Linked DNA regions of Mus musculus: all the other regions are linked to region 1. A link is a contact called in public Hi-C and promoter capture Hi-C data. All regions are on one chromosome and are shown on one strand. The core of a region is the stretch at or near the end of the contact, and the rest is flanking DNA. Distances in the headings are between cores, read along the strand shown. Region 1 holds the start of Cenpj (centromere protein J). Region 2 holds the start of Hnrnpc (heterogeneous nuclear ribonucleoprotein C). Region 3 holds the start of Mettl3 (methyltransferase like 3). Region 4 holds the start of Cdadc1 (cytidine and dCMP deaminase domain containing 1).

What was found. Promoter capture Hi-C pulls out the DNA fragments that hold promoters and counts their contacts. Hi-C and Micro-C count contacts between places; a contact is called where the count stands out from the background.
Region 2: a promoter capture Hi-C map of pre-B cells shows a contact between it and region 1. The contact joins the promoter of Hnrnpc here to the promoter of Cenpj in region 1. A contact is called at or near these places in 2 of 39 promoter capture datasets (liver and pre-B cells).
Region 3: a promoter capture Hi-C map of pre-B cells shows a contact between it and region 1. The contact joins the promoter of Mettl3 here to the promoter of Cenpj in region 1. A contact is called at or near these places in 2 of 39 promoter capture datasets (liver and pre-B cells) and 1 of 9 other capture datasets (pancreatic islet).
Region 4: a Hi-C map of muscle stem cells shows a contact between it and region 1, with 3 times the contacts expected there. The contact joins the promoter of Cdadc1 here to the promoter of Cenpj in region 1. A contact is called at or near these places in 2 of 39 promoter capture datasets (liver and pre-B cells) and 2 of 484 Hi-C or Micro-C datasets (CD4 T cells and muscle stem cells).

Annotation. Positions count from the first base shown.
Region 1 is chr14:56,570,248-56,573,410 of GRCm38.p6, reverse strand. Cenpj (centromere protein J) reads left to right here and starts at 1,565. Exons shown (of 17, transcript NM_001014996.2): 1 at 1,565-1,673.
Region 2 is chr14:52,102,421-52,105,583 of GRCm38.p6, reverse strand. It overlaps Hnrnpc (heterogeneous nuclear ribonucleoprotein C), which reads left to right and starts at 1,563. Exons shown (of 9, transcript NM_001170981.2): 1 at 1,563-1,695. It also overlaps a transcript of Rpgrip1 not described here.
Region 3 is chr14:52,303,633-52,306,795 of GRCm38.p6, reverse strand. Mettl3 (methyltransferase like 3) reads left to right here and starts at 1,672. Exons shown (of 11, transcript NM_019721.2): 1 at 1,672-1,908. The coding sequence starts at 1,809.
Region 4 is chr14:59,596,349-59,599,511 of GRCm38.p6, reverse strand. Cdadc1 (cytidine and dCMP deaminase domain containing 1) reads left to right here and starts at 1,553. Exons shown (of 10, transcript NM_027986.3): 1 at 1,553-1,757; 2 at 2,553-2,650. The coding sequence starts at 1,676.

The sequences.
Region 1 (3,163 bases), core at 316-2,815:
TGTTTATTCAGACAACAAGCAATGTGGCATAACATACTATACCAAATAAAATGTAGGCAGAAATAGTAGAGAATATTGTGATTATTGTCAAAGACACACATTTTAAGAAAATGATTTTTGGGCATGGTTTCAGGCCAAAAGAAGACCATTTGAACCCTCATTCAGCATCTTAAGTTATTAATTTACTGACTAATCAGCTTAGGGCAGTGGATGGAACTCAGCCTCTGGTACAGCAGGCAAGGTCTTTGCTACCCACTGAGCTCCATTCTCTTGTCAACATTTTAGGTGTGTGATCTTGGTAGTTTTGAACTTTGGCTTTTTCATCTATGATGTAACCTAACAAAACAAAGCAAAACAAAAACTTTTCCCGTCTCCATGTTTGAGGTGTCTGTACAAAATTTTAATTATCTTTAATAATATTGATTTATTTGAACTAATTAGTATAAAGGGCAATTCTTCTTGATGACCTTTTTATATAGAATCTCATGTTAACATACTGGCCTCTAACTTACTCTATATTGGAGGGTGACCTTGAATTTCTGATTCACCTTCCCCACCTGAGAGACTGGTCACCAATTTTGGATTATACAGTGCTGAGGATAGAACATACTAGGCAAGCATTTGATCAACCGGAGAAGAGAAAATGGGATGGCCTAGTGGTTATGGGCATTTGCTGTTCTCTCTCCCAAGATTGGGTTCAGTTTCCAGCTCCTACATGGTAGCTCACAAACATCTGTAGCTCTAGTTCCATGGGATCATGGGATCAGATGGCCCCTATGACCTCTACAGGCACCAGACACACGTCAGGGCACATACTAACATGAAGGCAAAATATGCTTGCACATAAAGTAAAAATAAAATAGTAAAATTATATATTTAAAAAACAGATGTTAGTTTACAATATTGTTCAAACCTAGTCTAAAAACTGTGGTAGCTTGAAGTGTTGTAGCATCCTAGATTAAAGGGTCATGTCTGTATTTTGGAACCCCTCTGGTGGCAAAACAAATAAACAGTGAAATCTGCGCTCAACATTCCATATATAATTTTAATATCTGCACTTTCAATATTCCATATAATTTAAACACTGAATGCACACACTTTGTGCAGCCATCGACTAGCCACATAATAGATGATTATTTCCGGAGTAAATTTTTCCACGGTTATCTTCACTTATTCGTCCTACCAATGTCACTTTTTTGTTTTAAACAGGTCTTTATTAAATCAAACCCATTCAAAGAGAAAAGCGAAGACGACGAAACTCTCCCAAACCTGTCGTCTTTTAGATTCGGTTTGAATCTCTGTGTTCCTGGCACAATGGAGTACGCTCTCTGTTACCGCAGGGGTCAGATCTCAATCGGTTGACTTCAGAACAACAGCTGTTGACCAGTGCCCGCCGCAAAAGAGCGCGCATAGAGCATCCCCTAGCAACGTTTATGGCGGTGTTGCTGGGAGTTGTAGTTTGCATGTGTCCGAGGCGCCTGCGCGCAAGCTCACACGGACTGTAGGAACTACATTTCCCAGGAGTCACTGGACCAGAGTTGGGCGGGGCCGGTCCAGGAGGCGGGGCTCTGGCTGCAGCGATGGTTGTGGCGGCTCATTCGTAAATGCCGGGCCAGCTAAGTGGTGACTATCGCTGGTCGGAGCGGTCTGAACAGCTGTTTCTTCGAAGAACGGTAACTGATGGGCGGAAGGAGCGGAGAAGCCCGTCCGCCGCCCGGTTCCTGAGAGGCCAGCTTGGGCTTTGGGGCTGGCATGGCGCGGAGGGCTTGGCGCCCGCGGGCGGCGGTGGTTCCGGGGCTTAAGCCCGCTTTGTTCTTCCGAGCACCCGGGGGATCGGTCCTCAAGGGGGTCGGCCGGGGTGCGTGTTTCTGTTCCGGGCGACACGCTCGCCGGGCCGGGTGCAGTGGCGCCGCTTGCAGTCTTTCAGGAGGCCTTATCTCGGCTTCTCCAAAAGCTTTGTTGCTTTCAAGAAGAGTTGTGTTTCAGGGGAGGCGGACCTGTCAGCTGAAAGTTTTCAGGGTCTGAATTGTCTCCTCGTATCTTCCTCAATCAAGGTCTGAATTGTCTCCTCGTAACTTCCTCCTTCTCCAGTGCAGATAATTTATGTTTTGAACAGAAAGATGTCAAAGCTTTCAATTAGTCGATTTTTTTTTAAAGGCAGCTTTACGTACAATTAACTTACGGTAATGACTACAACTTCATAAGCAGGTGGTGTTGTACCTCAGATTTTAATATCTGAGTTTACATAACATACTGTCCTAGACAGTCTATTATTTGTAGTTTACCTAGGCCTTCGTATAAGTAATAAAAAACAAATTTAGGGGAAAATTTTTGGCGTTCTTTAGACAAGGGCTTGTTATGTAGCCCAAGCTAGCCTTCCACCTCAAACACTGTATTATAGGTGTGTATCATCAATACCCAACTGTGAATCAGTATTTCAATACTTAAAACTGGCAGTACGTATAGTTTTAGGACCACAGTAATGGACTTGTAGCAAAGGTATGGAAGTTTTAGTGCTTTTTAAAAAAAGGTGTGTGTGTGTGTGTGTGTGTGTGTGTGTGTGTGTGTGTGTGAAGACGATGTTAAGATGCTGCCCTAAACCATTATTACACTTTGCTCAGTCTAACAGGGAATTGTTGACGATTTTCACATTACAGAGTGACTTTCTTTGCAGCTTGTTTACTGTCTAAATTAAGATTTATTTAGTTTTAAGATTACCTTTTACAAATATTGTTGTGTACATGATATGTGTTGGATTTCATGCATGTTCTGCATGTGTGGAGGGCAGGGGACAACTTTGTAGAGTCAGTGTCTCCTTTCACCTTTATGTGGGTTCCGGGACCAGCTCTGATCGCCAGGCGTGTACAGTTTGCACTTTACCCACTGTGAGCCATCTCTCCAGCTCTGGGTTTTCTTGCTTTTGTTTTGTTTTAAAGACAGTCTCTCACTTTACACTCACACTGTCTTTGGGACTTGCTATGTATCCAGACCGGCCTCACCCCTGTGATGACCAGCTTCCTTCCTCAGTGCTGGCATTATGCTTGTGAGACCCCATGTTTGATTTAAACATTTTTTTTTTTTTTTTTACTAAGGATGTTGAAATTTAACCAAGGTTAACTGAAAACTCCCTTCCTTGCCTTTACAGGTAGGTTCCTAATGTAAA
Region 2 (3,163 bases), core at 314-2,813, 4.5 Mb after region 1:
CCGATCACTGAGTCTTGTTTAATTTGTAAAAAGAGTCCTGTGTATGATGTGTGTGCCTGGTGCCCAGAGGCCAGAGGAGGGTGTTGGAACCTCCAGGAACTGGAGTTATACGATGAGCCCTTTTGTGGGTGCTGTAAATTGAACCTCTGTCTTTTGGAAGAGCAGCAGTTGTTGTTAACTGCTAAGCCATCTTTCTGGCTCCCCAATTATCTGTCTGTCTGTCTGTCTGTCAATCTACCTACCTACTTATATTTATTGTTTTTTCAAGATAGAGTTTCACTCTATAGCTCTAGCTGTCCTGAAACTTGACCAGGCTGGCTTGCACTTGAAACACTACCTAGCCCAAACTTTTCTTTTTAAAAATAAGATGTAAAATTGGGAACACATAAACTCGTTGGACTGGTTTACATAAAATAAATCTTTTGAAAATGACAAAGGCTAGGCAGGAGAGATGGCTCAGAGGTTAAGAGGACTGACTGCTCTTCCAAAGGTCCTGATCGTAACCACATGGTGGCTCACAACCATCTGTAGTGGGATCGGATGCCCTCTTCTGGTGTGTCTGAAGACAGCTACAGTGTACTCATATAAAAACAGTAAATAAATCTTTTTCTTAAAAAAAAAAAAAAAAGAAAAAAAAGGAAAGAAAGAAAAAGGCAAAGGTTTAAAGATCTAAAGATTAAAAAAAATCAGGAAATTTTTCTGGGATACAATCTCCTTTTCTCCGTAAGCTATATATACATTTCAGTGTATTTAATGTTCCTACAGTATAACCAGAGCTTTAGTGGCAGACCAAACCTGAGGGGATTAAGTAGTCTATTCTAGAAAGTGGGAAATTGAGGTGGCTGGCCATTGGGTTTGCAGACTGTGTGGCGACTTGGGACAAGGAAGCGGGTTTATAGGAGGTCGGGTAATTGCTCCTGCAGGAGAGAACTACAGAACCCAGTTGGTTTGGAGGGGGAGCTGTTCACTGAGAAGGCCATGTCCTCCCAACAGCTTATAGAATCTGGCAGAAAGAAGGGATCTGAATTTGATAATAACTGCAGAGCTAGTAGACGGCCTAGAGATAACTCTCCTCCCTTCTCAGAAGCTTGTTTGCGTTTCCCTTTTCCTAGGCCTGGGGCTAGGGCAGGCCGTTTGCACCCGCTACCAGACTCCACCCAGGCTCTCCCACCCCCGCGCCGCGGAAATGCGGTGATCTGGCCGGACCTGGGAGCTCTCAGAAGCACTGATAGGACGATGCGGCCGTCAGTCAGATCCGCCGGATACCCGGATGAGAAGCTGTGCGCGATACAAAGGCGAAAATTCCACCCAGCTTTCCGTCTGGTACATTGACCAATAACCATCCGTCAGTCACTAAGTGGCATGAAGCTGAACCAATTACTAACTAGCCTCTGTTACGCATGTGGAAATTCTCGCAATTAGCCCAACCCACCTCGGATTATGATTGGACGGAATTGTGAGGAGCGGTAGCGCTCGCTAATTAGGAGCGGGAGCGAGAAAAGTCACAGCCAATAGGAACGCCTCCAGGAACGAGGCGGGGGCTGGACTTTCGCCTCGGCGGCAGAGGAGCTCGGGGGCCATTTTGTGAGGAGACGGAGAGCGAACGGTCGTGTGGTTCTTCGCTGTTGTAGCTCCGGCGTCTCGGCGTAGACTCGCAGTAGGAGAGGCGGTCTCTTCTCTCTCTCCTTCCTTTTGGTAAGCGAAGGGGGCGAGTGCAGGGGAGGCCCTGGGCTGCTGGGCCCCGCCAGCGTGTGTAAGGGGGAAACCGGCCTCGCGGCAGAAGCCGAGGCCGCGTTTGTTCCCGTGCGGTGGGGACTTGGGTCTCATGCGGGAGGCAACAGGGCCTCGGCCTTGGCGCGGAGTCAACCTAGTGACCTCCAGGCCACGGTGCGTACGAAAATACCCTGTCTGCGCGCTCGGGTTTAACGGCTACTTTGATTTTCTTTGCCCATCAGGGATTCCAAGGGGGGACCAAGAAAGCGAAGAACGAAATGCTTGTTGATGTAATTGTCGGGGATATCTTACGGATTCCGTTATCACTTCCGAAGATAGACGCTGGGTGGGGGTAGGGGAGCGATAACATGGTGGTGTCGGACTGGAAGCTTCTAAATTCCAGGCTGGCTACATGGCATCTGAACGGCGTTTTAACAATAGGTTGAGTAATCATTACTTTTTTCCTCTAGGGGTAAAATGGTTAAAAGTCGGAGTGCTTGTGTTTGTAAAGGGAAGTGCGGAAGATTAATTTTAATTGGAATAATTACAGCTCACATTTTATCTGCAGGTTACAAATCATAAGTTAGTGGAACTTGAGGTAGGTACTACTGTCATAGAGAGAATTGAGCCTTAGAAGCGGTTGACAGGATCGTACTAGACAGGTCAAGTATTTTCACTGAGTTTCTAGGTGGTGCGCGCCTTTAATCCCAGCACTTGGGAGGCAGAGACAGGCAGATCTCTTTGAGTTCTAGGACTGCCCAGGATACACAGAGAAACTCTGTTTCGTAAATAAATAAATAGGGGGAAAGGCTTATTTTTGGGGGGAGGGGACCTGACACGGATGTTAGCAGAAAAATTTCAAGCTGGACTTGGGAACAATAATTAAAAGGCACAGCAAGGGTTTACAGCTACCTCAGTACTAGTCCTATCCCTCTAAAACTCAAAAAGGCAGTTTATAGCTATGTATGATAGTGCAGGCCAGTAATCTTTGTATTGTGGAGGCTCTGAGACAGGACCCCTTACCCATTGCAAGGCAGCCCAGGACTACATAGTAAAACCGTGCTTAAAAACAAATTAGTTTCTCTCTTGTAGGTGTTGAGTTCTTTTTTTTTTTTTTTTTTTTTTTTTTTTTGGTTTTTCAAGACAGGGTTTCTCTGTATAGCCCTGGCTGTCCTGGAACTCACTTTGTAGACCAGGCTGGCCTCGAACTCAGAAATCCGCCTGCCTCTGCCTCCCGAGTGCTGGGATTAAAGGCGTGCGCCACCACGCCCGGCTAGGTGTTGAGTTCTTTTTAATGTAGCCTAGTGTTAGTGCTTAGTATTCAGGAAGACCTGGATTCAATCCCTGGTACTAAGAGTATGGGGTTTTTGTATCATATTTAATTGGGAGTTATTTTATTAGGTAAACGTACTATAAAATTGGTATTTCACTGTGTGTGCTGGCATAGTCT
Region 3 (3,163 bases), core at 423-2,922, 4.3 Mb after region 1:
CGCGTAAACCCTGACTCTGCTTTGCTGCCCTGGAGATCTCTGGCATACTATGGCATACTATGCACATATTTGCCACTTAGCTATCACCCACCACCCCCGTTTTTATTTATTTATTTGAGTACACACTGTAGCTGTCTTCAGACACACCAGAGGAAGTCATTGGATCCCATTACAAATGGTTGTGAACCACTATGTGGTTGCTGGGAATTGAACTCAGGACCTCTGGAAGAGCAGACAGTGCTCTTCATTGCTGAGTCATCTCTCCAGCCCCTTAACTTTTCATTATTTAGGGACTATTTTATTAGTTTTTGTAATCAAACTACTGTACATAAGACCATTCAGTGCAATAATAGAAATAATTTTACTTTAGTTTTTGTTTCTGGATAGGTTTGATAGCCAGCCCAGGAGATCTACTGTTCTCTGCCTTTCCAACACTGAGATAACAACTGCCTAGTCATGGGCTGGAGATAAGGCTCAGTGGTAAAGAGCACAATTTATTATTACAGAATTGAACTCAGGTTCAAACCCTAGCACCCACATTGTACATCACAATTGCCTGTAACTCTAGTTCACGAAGATGACTCCGTCTTCTGGTCTCCAGGGGAGCCAGGTATGTGTGTGTGTGTGTGTGTGTGTGTGTGTACAAACACACATATACAAATATTCAAACACAAAAATAAACCTTTTTCTAAATTAAGCTAAAACAATGTCTGCCACCCCACACAGCTTTGCCTTAAATTTATGTGGGTTCTGGGAATCTCAGAATCTCATGCTTTCACAGCAAACACTTTACTGAGCTACCTCCCCATTTCTTGCACATTTTCTTTTAAAAAAAAAAAAAAGAACAAATTTATTATATGTATATGAGTACACTGTAGCCGTCTTCAGGCACACCAGAAAAGGGCAACGGATCCCAATTACAGATGGATATGAGTAACCATGTGGTTGCTGGGAATTGAACTCAGGACCTCTGGGAGAGCACTGAGTGCTCTTACCTGCCGAGACATCTCTCCACTCATCCTGAACATTTTTAAAGAGTGCTCCCTCACGCTGAAAAAGATGGTTCCCTAATTAAGATGTTTGTCTTAGAATATGCCTGAATTCCCAGAACTCGGATATTGAGGCAGGAGGATTGTGAGTTGCAGAACCACATAGTGAAACTCCACTCTCCTTTCACACACTTTGTATAGAAAGAAAGAAAGAAAGAAAGAAAGAAAGAAAGAAAGAAAGAAAGAAAGAAAGAAAGAAAGAAAGAAAGAAGGAGGGAGGGAGGGAGGGAGGGAGGGAGGGAGGGAGGGAGGGAGGGAGGGAGGGAGGGAGGGAGGAAGGAAGGAAGGAAGGAAGATAATATTTAACTTAGAAAATCTGGGGCCTTAAGGGCAGAAATCTATGATACAGTGCTTGACCGTATGTGCAAGGACCAGAATATACAATCAACCAGACTAACAGTCTGTTCACTCCTTCCCGTCCATCCATCTCTCCACGCATACACCCACCCGTCAAACACTCACACTTGTTCTAGCCCTGCTATTTTAAATGCGTTGTCACTAACGACTTAAAGAAACAACATGGCGGGTCTGCCAGCTACCAACATGGCAAACACAGCCTCAGCGCTCCCGGAAACACGAGAGAGAACTACCGTGAGGATTACGTCCGGCTGGTTCGCCAACCGGAAGTGGCTTTTCATCTTGGCTCTATCCGGCTGGCCTTCGGGCGTCCTCGTGAGAATTAGATGTTTCTTAGTTCTAGGCTGGGGAGGTGCTAGTCCGCCGCGCCTGATTCGAGCCGAGTCCGCGCTGGGAGCTAGGATGTCGGACACGTGGAGCTCTATCCAGGCCCATAAGAAACAGCTGGACTCGCTTCGCGAGAGATTGCAGCGGCGACGGAAGCAGGACTCTGGGCACTTGGGTGAGGTGCGGGGTGGTCGGGGCGGGCCTGGGCGGGGCGAGAGACTCCTGGAGAGGAAGACAGCCCCGGGCTCTGCGCCCTTTCCGGAGCAGCCCTTTATTGGACTCCTCGATTGTTGGTTACCCCATCTTTCCCGAGTAGCTGAAACGCATGCCCACCTGCGGGAAAGCTTGCAGTGCCTCCTCCCGGGCGTCGGTTTTTCAAGCGTAACACCACACCAACATGGGTCCACTCCTCTCCTTGGGTCCCATTCCAGTCCTGTCTAGGAGAATGTTGCGTCCGTGAAGCCTCTCAGTACCTTATTCCGAGAGCCAGCAAAACCCGTTTTGTTGCTTCTGTGCCTGTTTTACCTTAGTTGTAACGTTTGCTTTGTCACTGTCTTTTCTTTCCCATGTGGGCGGGGAGCAAGGATTGCTTCTGTATATCTATCCCCAGAGCCCGGTTTAGCAGCCACAACAGGGTCCTCACTAGGACCTTCTCACTAGGACCTTAATGAATGAGTAGTGCAAGTGTTTACAAACGTAGCAAGAATCTGAAAACACTTGATTTTGGTCTTTAAACATTTTCCCCCTCCCCCTTGTATGACAAAGTTAGAAAAATTGAAGGCACTTAAAAGAGTACTACCCTAATAGCCTTCTCCAGCACAAGCTCAATTATTTAAGGTAAACCAGTTGCAAAGCTCTGCGAGAATACCGAATCCATACTACATGTGTGGGTAGCATGTCAGTGCTTTGCAGTATTCACAGCTCACAACAGCAGACCTTGGTGAAATTCAGTCTCACCGTAATTTGTGAACATTTATTGCATATCTACACTACTCATGGGTTTCGGCAAAAAGAAGACACTGCTGTTACCTTAAAGGAGCTTAAAAATCTATGTGAGAATCAAAGAAGATTAGAAGAAAAAGCAGGGAGAAAAACCCTTCATGGTGGCTCATGCCTGTAATCCCAGCACTTTTTTTTTTAAAAGATTTATTTATTTATTATATGTAAGTACACTGTAGCTGTCCTCAGACACTCCAGAAGAGGGAGTCAGATCTTGTTACAGATGGTTGTGAGCCACCATGTGGTTGCTGGGATTTGAACTTCAGACCTTCGGAAGAGCAGTCGGGTGCTCTTACCCACTGAGCCATCTCACCAGCCCATCCCAGCACTTTTTTAAACAAGAGGGATATCTGTGAGTTTGAGGCCAGCCTGGTATACACAGTGAGTTCCAGGACAGCCAGAACTACCTAGAGAGACCCTGCCTCAAAACA
Region 4 (3,163 bases), core at 304-2,803, 3.0 Mb before region 1:
ACACACACACACACACACAGAGAGAGAGAGAGAGAGAGAGAGAGAGAGAGAGAGAGAGAGAGAGAGAGAGAGAGAGAGAGAGAATGGAGCAGAGGAGGAGGAAGGTAGTAGCAACAGCAGTTCTCAAAATGTAGAGAACAACTGACCTTGCATATCCAGTCCTGAAGGTTGGATCTAGAACTCAACCCCTACACCTAACGTTCAGGATCATCTCAGAAAGGGGGGAGGGGGATGAAAAGACTGTAAGAGCCAGAGAGGATCAGGAAGCTGTCAGAACATTGTCTTCTAGTTGTTGCAGGAAAGCTCCACCTACAAAATTTCAACAACATGGCTGCCAAAACAAGACCCGAACAATGCCAACACCAGCTAACTTGCCAACATGGGTGAAATCTCCCAGGGGTCCCATATCTAGATGAAGGGTAAATAATAACAGAGGAGAAATTAGTCTTCCCCAAGAATAAGTCCCCTCAACTAGTTATCCAGTACCAAGTGATCAGTCCTAAAAGCATATACATACAAGCACATATATGTAGAGATATATGTGTGTATATATTATATACATATATAATACATGTATATAAACAATAGTGGTTAAAGAAAAACCATGAATTAATTTAAAAATGATCAGGGCCTCGGGGAGGGGGGAGATTTGTAATGATATTATATTTTAAATAAAAATAAAACTATTTTTACAATTTTTGTTCAAATATCCATCTCTGGAGTTAAGGGTTGTAGTGACCCACTCTGGATGTGGGTGTTGGGAACTGAACTCAGACCCACTGGAAGAGTAGGAAGTGTTCTTAACTGCTGGGCCATGTTTCTGACCTCTCCAGGCTTCATTTTACACTTTATATTTTTCACTGGGGGCTGAGGAGATGGTTCATTGTGTACATGCTTTAGATATAAGCTTGAGGAGTTCCTTCTGGATCCCTCAAACCCACATTAAAAAAAAAAAAAGGTCTGAGTAAAGCTGCACCAGCCTGTAGTCACAAGTGTGTAAAGTCTGAGACAGGAGGATGAAGCTCCAGTGTAGCCAACCAGTGAGCTCCAGATCCAAGCAGAGACCCATTCTCAAAACAAACATTTGGAGGGCCATATAGAGGAAGATACCCTCTGTACGGTAAGCGCGCACACGTACGCTCTATTTACAAATTCATTGGGACGGACAACTCAGATTTTTCAGGTTCCGCTGTCTACTTAACTCTTCGATCCTCCCAGTTCTCTTCTCATAGTTTGTGTGAGTTTGGATATGAAGCAGAACCAAATACCCTGGGATCCGCCCACATCTGACGGCTGGGTTCCGATGGCCCTGCTTCCCCCACCTCGCCCACTCCGGTTCTATGTTCGCCTCTCTCTGTTTAAGTCCTCCACCCTGGTCCCCTACTGTCCCGAACCAAGACAACTTCAAGCGTCCTTCTTTCTGCAAAAATCACTGAACACAGCCTGCTACACAGAGTAGCATAACTGATAGATAACCACCACCACCACCTCGGTGCGCCGGACTCTGACGTCACATTAAGCGCCGGAAGCGATGGGGGGGGCATACCGAGACGTCATCTTGCTGCGCAGAACAAGCGGTTGTTGACAGGCCGCAGAGGTGGCCGTAGGCGAGCTTCAAGGAACCTATCATGCCTGACCGGGCAAGCTGTCCTGGGCCGAGGCCTTTGGGCTGGGGATGAAAGAAACGGATCAGATGCAGAGTTTGGAGGGTTCCGGGGCCGAGAGGTCAGTCGGCACGCAGACGGGCAGCATGACGGGTGAGTGCGGTGGCCTTCTCTCCCGCCCTGCCCCTCTCCTGGCGCTCTGCACGCTTGCCCGAGTCTCCCTCCAGCTCCGCATCCTGCCTGTCCTGTGTCTCCGCACAGCCCAGCACCCTCCCTGCTCTATGTCTCCTTCCCGCCCTGCTAGCCTGCTACTCCCCCCCCCCCCCCCACACACACACATACTGCACCTCCCTGACACCCTGCCTGCCCTGTGACTCACAGCGACTCCTGTCTGCCCCGCCGTCCCTGGTCTCCTTGCCAGGCGCGCGTCCCGGACACTGTGCTGTCCAGGCTTCATAGGTCGCGTCCTGTCCTGCACTGGTGGGTGGTTGCACCTAGAGTCAGTATCCCGGAGCTGAAGAGCCTGAAATTGCGCTTTGGCAAATTCACCACCCGTGATACCTCCCTCAAGTTTTGCCTTATGGTTGAAGATCAATCATGTTCCAACCATTGCCCTTTTAGCAATGCCAGGTTCCAGAGGGGTAGGGGTGGGGACCTTGCTCCTCGGCTACATCAGAGAGGAGCCCTTATCCTATTGATTGATTGATTATTTCCAGAGCCTTTGTATCAGTTTTACTATTTTACCTGTGGGGTGAGCTGGAGAAAAAAAAAGCACCCAACTTTGGAAAGTGCCACCCGAGGTCACTGAAAGTGAGGTTGTGGCCACTCTTGCTAAGGAAGCTTTTATTCTCCTGCCTGCCAGACCATCTGCAGCTCACTCGTAGCTTTGAGCTTAGCTCCTCTGCCTTCACTAGTGAAATTCTGAAGTGCTTGCCTTCTCTTTTGTAGGTCAAATACCAAGGCTTTCTAAAGTGAACCTTTTCACCCTGCTCAGTCTCTGGATGGAGCTCTTCCCAGGAGTGGAAGCCCAAGGGCAAAAATCTCAGGTATACCTTATTTCCATAGAGAGTGTTTACCCTTGGAAAAGCAGTAGTCTAAGTCTGGTTTCATTGGCCAACTGTAGTCCTAACAGCCAAATGCAGCAAGAACCTAGGAATGGTGTCATGGCTTTTGTATGCTGTGCCTGTAACCACAGCGAACTAGCTCATATTTCCAGTCTGAAAAGTTATTTCTAGTGTGTGCCATGATTACCAGGTATTAAGGCTTTTCTTTTGGAGACATTTAGCGCCTTAAAAATGTGCATTGTAAAAGTCAGTTTGCTAGTAATACAAAATTTGGAAATCCTTTTAGCTTTATTGTCCATATTTTATCTCATCGTAATTCTGTTATATACATTTAACTTGAATCCCTTTTCAGTGCAAAAGTTTTTTTTCTCACCCTTGGTTTCTGGCATCCTCTCCTTCATCTGACAGATACCATGGAGGTTTTGTTTATTTAAGAGAAATAAGTTGGTTTTGTTTTAAATATTTTATTTGAAATCTTGTTTAGAAATCTGACCC